Linked DNA regions of Mus musculus: region 1 is linked to region 2. Evidence: chromatin contacts called from public promoter capture Hi-C data. All regions are on one chromosome and are shown on one strand. The core of a region is the stretch at or near the end of the contact, and the rest is flanking DNA. Distances in the headings are between cores, read along the strand shown. Region 1 holds the start of Elp1 (elongator complex protein 1). Region 2 holds the start of Tmem38b (transmembrane protein 38B).

Region 1 (3,146 bases), core at 244-2,743, 3.0 Mb before region 2:
TTGGTGCAGGTTGGCCAAACAGTATATGACTGAACAAGACTTGCCAACACACTCCTATAACACCGTTTCAACACCACAGAAGACAGTTTCATGAATGCTCATACCCGACCCAAGACCGCACCAGGCTAGCTACCAGAAGGAAAGTGTTGATAGTTTAAGATTCCCGGTTTGCTTACCGGTTGGAGTGCTGGAGTATACAGTGGTCCTCACAGGGTTTTCCTTTAACATCTAGAGGAATAAATGAGTCGCAGGTTGTTGAACTGGCATTTACCACGTGATTACCTCCTTTGGTTCATGAAGATTGTTCATTGCGAAGCTGAGCACAGTGGGCAAAGTAAATAAAGGCTATGAAGTATTTTAAGTGGCCTAATTTACATAGAATCCTTTACTCAGTGTTAAGGCAGGTAACATTCTTAGCTCCTCCATCTTGTCACTTTAAAATGAGTACACCTAGAGAAACACTATTATAAGCGCCACATTGCTGACATTATGGTGGTGTTTTGTGAGGCTGTCTTGATGGTATGCAAAAATCACACGTTTTTTTTTAAATTCAGTCCTAAAGAGAATTTAGGATGCTTATCCTAAATATTATATGTGGGTCTACCGGTTTCCCTGAATTTAAAAAGGCTAAAATAGAGGCTAGAGGAGGATCCCCAAAGGTGGTATCGGTATTTTCTTGGCAGAACGAACACCAGAGAAGCCTATTTCAAACGTCCAGTGGACAATATGCACAGTTTCTTCTTAACACTAGATACTGCTTCCTTAACATTTCTTAATTTTTCTCTCCATGCCTAAGGTTTCTTCCCGGTTCGGCGTAGGATTGATCCCTCCAAGCACACCAACCCTTAGTAGTGTGGGGAAAGCCCAGATAGACCAACGCGGAGTTCCTTAGTTTAGTTCACGTCCTTTCCTGCAAACAACCCACACATGGCGCTGCGGTTCCCACGAAGGAAAGCGCCTATTTTAGCTCTTCATCAGCGCAAATCTGTATTCCTGGGACTAGGATGCTCAGGGAAGAGCACGGGTGGCTTGCATCGCGTGGCAGAAGTGCCTGCACCCGTGCGGTAAAGCGGAGCTCACCACCATCCCGCACTTACCCGCTTTATACCAGCGAGTGAAGTATCGATCCACAAGGGAGGGTGGCGGGGCTTCGGTAGCTATGACTACCTCTGGTGGCGCCAGCTTGGCTTCGGGGCAGCGGAGCTCTTCCATCCCTCTAGTCCAGGAGCGTAGTTCCGGCGCGTGGGAGCCGGTTGGTGTCGTGCGCACGCGCGCGACTCCCCGGCTGGCGGCCAAACTCCCTCCCCGACCCCAGTCACCTGTGATCCTGGGCCAAAGCCCAACTGTGGGGCAAAAACAACCGGGTGTCAAAGAGCTGAGGGACAGCAGACAGCAAGGTCCTGCCTCTGCCGGGTGAGGGCTCCCCGATCCCCTGGACCCTCTGAGCACCCTCGAGCTCCTGAGGAGGCGCGTCTGGCCACACCCACCCGGTGACGTCACTCAGCGCGCCTCGCGGGTGACGCCACGTCCGCGCCGCCTTTCTGGTGCTACCTGGCGTGTTTCGCCCTTCAGTGGATCGTGTTTCTCGTCTCCCGTGTGCATCGGCGGTTCCTTTCCAAACCCAGTGCGCCGTGAGGGCTCGGAGCCGCCTCGAGGGCGTCGTAGGTGAGCATTCGCCCGTCCCAGTCCGAGCCGCTGTGTGCGGCCTGGTCTTGCTGTCCAGGGCTGTTCTGGTGCAGGGGAGATGCACGCGCTTCTGCCTGCGCGCGCCGGCGGGCCGGGCGTGGACCTCTTCTTTCTTCGAGTTTCGGATGCTTTCTGTACACGTTTTCCCCGGGGCCGTCTTGGGGCGCTGCGAGGGATGAGGGTCCGGTACCCCAATTGCGGGTTTCCTTGTAGCGTGTAGATAAAACCTCTACCAGCTTGTCGTGGAAGGTGATAGGTAAATAGAGGCCTCTGTGCTGTGCTGCGGGTCCCTTCTCGCTCGCATTTGGGACTTTTCTATGAAGTAGTGTATCTCGTGCTTCCCTACCTGGTGTACCTAAGCCGGGATTTCTGTGATGGCTGTGATTTTATAGTCTTTTGTCTTTAGGGCCTAACATTTGGCAAGGTTTTGTTGTAAGTCACATAACGGATCTTAGGTATTGTGTAAAGGATTCGTTTGCGTATTGAGAACCATGATATATAACCAGCAAATATCTCGATGTGTAAGTGAAAGAAAAAGAGACAAAGACAAATTTTAGTTTGTGGAAACAGAGATGACAATAAGTCCCAAGCCAGGATGAGCTATTATTTGATAAGAGATCAGCAGGTTCTCTGTTTTTCAGGTTGCATTTCATATGCTTGTAAGGGTCAGCTTATGATAATATCAGGATTGATTTTAATGTGAGTTTAATGTTTAGTTTGGTCTTGTTCATTTACAAGGTATATAGGTTTATCTAATCTTCCCTTTAGTGAGCTACCAAGCCTGAAGGTAGGGGAGAAAGTGGATCAATGGTCAGAATTTTGGGACATGATCAAAGTTGTATGAAAGCACCTCTTAGAACATGTGTGGGTGGAGTCAAGGGAGGTGCAGTTGGAGGTGCCAAAGGAAGGCTGTTAGCAGATTATGATCCTAGAAACATTTGGAAGATGTTTCCTAACTTTGAAAGCATTGAGAAAACTACAGGACTGTGTAACTCCAAAAAGTTAAATGAGTGAGCAGTGTCAGAATGACAATTTAGAGAAGTCGGTTTTCATGCTAAAAGAATTGGGGCATTAGAGAGATTAATGAGTTTGCCTTTTTACCAAGTGACCATGGAGGCCAGAAGAAGGCATGGGGTTCCCTGGAATTGGAGTTATAGATAGTTGTTATCTGCTGTGTAGGTGTTGGGAACTGAACTCAGGTCCTCTGGAAGAGCAGCCAGTGTTCATTAACCTCTGAGCAGTCTTTCCAGACCTGAACTCGGTAATTCTTTTAAAAACTCAGATTGCCTTGCTGTGTTTTATCAGTCAGGGTCCAGTAGAGGCCAGACAGTATTTCAGCAGGATTATTATGAAGAATTACTTAAACTGCTATAGGAGGAAGAAAAAGAAAAAATGAAAAACAAGTAATTTGGAAGGCAAGTGGAAGGAAGCAGTTCCCATGGGTAGGGAGCAACACTAGG
Region 2 (3,044 bases), core at 495-2,994:
GGAAGCATGTACATTAATAACCATGAAAAATGCAAATGAAAATGGTTCTCTATGAAAATGGCAAGATGGTGAGGACTGAAAATAATTACTACTCTTAAAGTTACTAGGTCCTCTAACACACTCCCTGGATGCTGGCGCAGGCATTCTCCTCTGAATACTATCATTTCCTAGTACTGGGAGAAAAACATGTTTCCCTCCTTGGTAATTAGCATTCAATTATCCAAGTGATTCTCAAATTTTAGACCCATACTGACCCCTAAAATTTAAAGAGGGCATGAATGGGATGCCAGAATTTAGGGGAAGAGACTACAGAGGGATAAAGTGCTTTGGAATATAAAATACTTTATATTTTTATCATATAACTTTGTGATAAAAAAATAGCGAATATATTTATGTAGATCATACCTTTAAAAATATTTTTAAAATTTCTTGGCCTGGGGCTCTACTCAGTGGGTGGGTACTTCAGTAGCTTCTATCTCCAGTAACAAGGAAGGACCTAGAGTTGGTGTTTATATTTAGCATTTGGAAACGTTAACAGTTTTTAAAGCAGTTACATATGGATTTTAAAATAATGCATTAAATGTAAATAATGTGTTCTTTACTAAAATAACTATTCTCAAAATCAAAAAAGTATTTCGTGAGAAAAGGCACATTGCTATCTAATTAGGCAAATCTCCTTAATGTCTAGCCTCAAACAGAAATGCTTGGACTCATCAGCTGTTTCATTATCTCTTACAACACTGTTAAGTCACACGGCCATTGGGAAACTTCGCTGTACACTCATAAAGGCAAGAACGGATAAATAACCTCTGAAGATACATTATGAAAATAATGAACTTTACAGTGTGTGACAGGGAAGAACCTGGGAAGTGAGCCACACTTTGAAAACGTCTGATTTAGTCAATACAAGATACTATCGGATTCTAGATATGGAGCAGTAACGAAACTGTAGTTCTCTTTAATCAGAGAAACAGTCTCCCACGAGGATGACCTGTTCCTCCACGAGTTAGACACAGAAAACTCTCAAAAACGTATGAGGCAAGGATTTAAAGAATTAGTGGTCCAGAAAAGGTAAGACAACCCTTAAACTTTCACCCTTCACCTCCCGGACAAGGAAGGCAGAGAAATGCCTGAACTCAAAGACAGACTCAGAAAAATAATGGGAAAATGGGGAACTTTAAAAGGAAACCCACTACATTCAATGTCAAAGACAGGAGTACAAACACTGCTTTTTGGTCACATGGTTCATGGAACTCAACGTTGTGAAAATCCCATCCCATCCCACATGTTTCACAGAGGGCTGAACTACATGCCAAGCGACTGTTACCCGGACCGTGCCTCCAGTGGCTGACTGAGAAACCGCAAAGCCACCCCCTCTCCTGGTTCAACACGCTAGCAAGGTGCTAGGTCCCACCTGAGACGTCCCGCTCAGGGGTCTACATGACCTTCCTCAGCCTACGTCTGAGTCCCGTGCTCGGTACTGAGGGGTGGGCCGCAGGGCATCCCGGCGTCCCTGCCTCCCGCAGTGAGGACGCGGAACCGGGAGCGCGTCGGGCCCCTTCACTCACCTGGCCGCTGCTTCAGCGCCATCACCGACACCAGGTAGTGGGCGATATCAAAAAAGGGAAACATGGACGTGCGGGAAAAGGCCAGAGTCAGATCATCCCACGGGTACTCCATGACGACTACCGACGCCGCCGGCCCCAGCAGCCGCGGCAGCCGGTTCCCCTCCGGCGGAGGGGGTGGGGGAGGGGACGGCCGCGCCAGCTTCAGCCCTGCGCGTGCGCCCTGGAGCCTAGGGGGGCGGGGTCCGGAACGGGGGCGGGGCCGGAGCCGGAACGAGGGGCGGGGCCCTGGCCCTGGTTCTCCTAAAAAAGGTATGACATTTTCTCAGTGTTGCAGTCAGTGCCAGCTGACCCAAGGGGCAACGGGCAACGCTCAAAGTCAGATTCTATGTAAACGGATGCCATTCCTCTTTTTCTGAACAGCCACGATGTAACTCATTTATTACTTAGTGAAGATATGAAAGATAATAAAACGGTAATGTTTTATCCATATCCCCATGAAACTTGAATTTTCCCAGAGGGAAAAAAAAATTTTAAGGACTCACGGAATTTCACAAAGCATAAAAAGTATGGATGCCACGCCAAAGCAGATGGTTAGAGAAGACCATTGCAGGGAAATGCACACGGTATTAAAAGCAAGTCTGTAAATATTAGAAGTTATTTTGGCTAGACTACAACCTGAAAAATGAAGTTGTAAAAGAAATAAAAGTCTTTCGCAGTGAAACCAGGTGGTTTAAGCTCTTGATCAGTCGCTACATTGTCCTCAGTCTTGTTTATCAAAAGCATGTGCTGAATTGGTAGTTGGGGTGAAGAAGATGGGCAGGTCTCTGAAGTTGCAATCCAGCACCAAAGATTCATGAGAAGAGACTAGGGAAATCAGAAATGCATTCACTAATCCAAGACAAAAGGTAGTAGTAGTAGATGCAGGTCTTAAGGACAAAGCCACAGATAGAGAAAGACTGCCAAGCAGACTAAAGTGGATACAAACACCACCTGTAATGACAGCAAAAGGAGCCAGGTTTTGAAAAACAAGAAAAGGAGCTATCTGCTGAAATTGGTTGCAAAAAGAACTAAAAGTAAAGGGAAAAAGTGAGACTGGATTTTAAGAAAAAAAAGGTAAATTTGGCACATTTTTATTTGACATGTCAACAGATCATGTTGTTACTTGGCATGGGTACACACAAGCTATTGAGGGAGCAGGTAGGTGACTGTTATATTGCTGCAAAGGGCAATCGCCTTTTCCTCCTGAGGTTAGCCTCGGTATTAACTCACTTAGCAAATGTTATTTACACCCGTGCTTTGTACCGAGCATTTTACTGGCTGCCAGAGGCACCACTGTCCTAAACACCAGGTTTCAAATGTAAGAAAGTGGTAGCAACATTCTTCATTTCATAACTTGTCAAGAAACAATAGCCTTGATTAAATACTTTTTGATCTGCTTTTCTAAGCAAACACTTTTTACAGGGAAACATTTCTTTT

Evidence for each region. Capture Hi-C pulls out chosen DNA fragments and counts their contacts.
Region 1: a promoter capture Hi-C map of adipose tissue shows a contact between it and region 2, with 5 times the contacts expected there. The contact joins the promoter of Elp1 here to the promoter of Tmem38b in region 2. A contact is called at or near these places in 8 of 39 promoter capture datasets (cranial neural crest, frontonasal cranial neural crest, hippocampal neurons and 4 more), 1 of 484 Hi-C or Micro-C datasets (CD4 T cells), 3 of 115 datasets of contacts at active chromatin or transcription factors (astrocytes, embryonic forebrain and pro-B cells) and 1 of 9 other capture datasets (adipose tissue).

The regions. Positions count from the first base shown.
Region 1 is chr4:56,800,678-56,803,823 of GRCm38.p6, reverse strand. It overlaps Elp1 (elongator complex protein 1), which reads left to right and starts at 1,493. Exons shown (of 37, transcript NM_026079.3): 1 at 1,493-1,665. It overlaps Abitram (actin binding transcription modulator), which reads right to left and starts at 1,495. Exons shown (of 6, transcript NM_001081420.1): 1 at 1,098-1,495; 2 at 177-228. The coding sequence starts at 1,212.
Region 2 is chr4:53,824,745-53,827,788 of GRCm38.p6, reverse strand. It overlaps Tmem38b (transmembrane protein 38B), which reads right to left and starts at 1,744. Exons shown (of 6, transcript NM_028053.2): 1 at 1,569-1,744. The coding sequence starts at 1,680.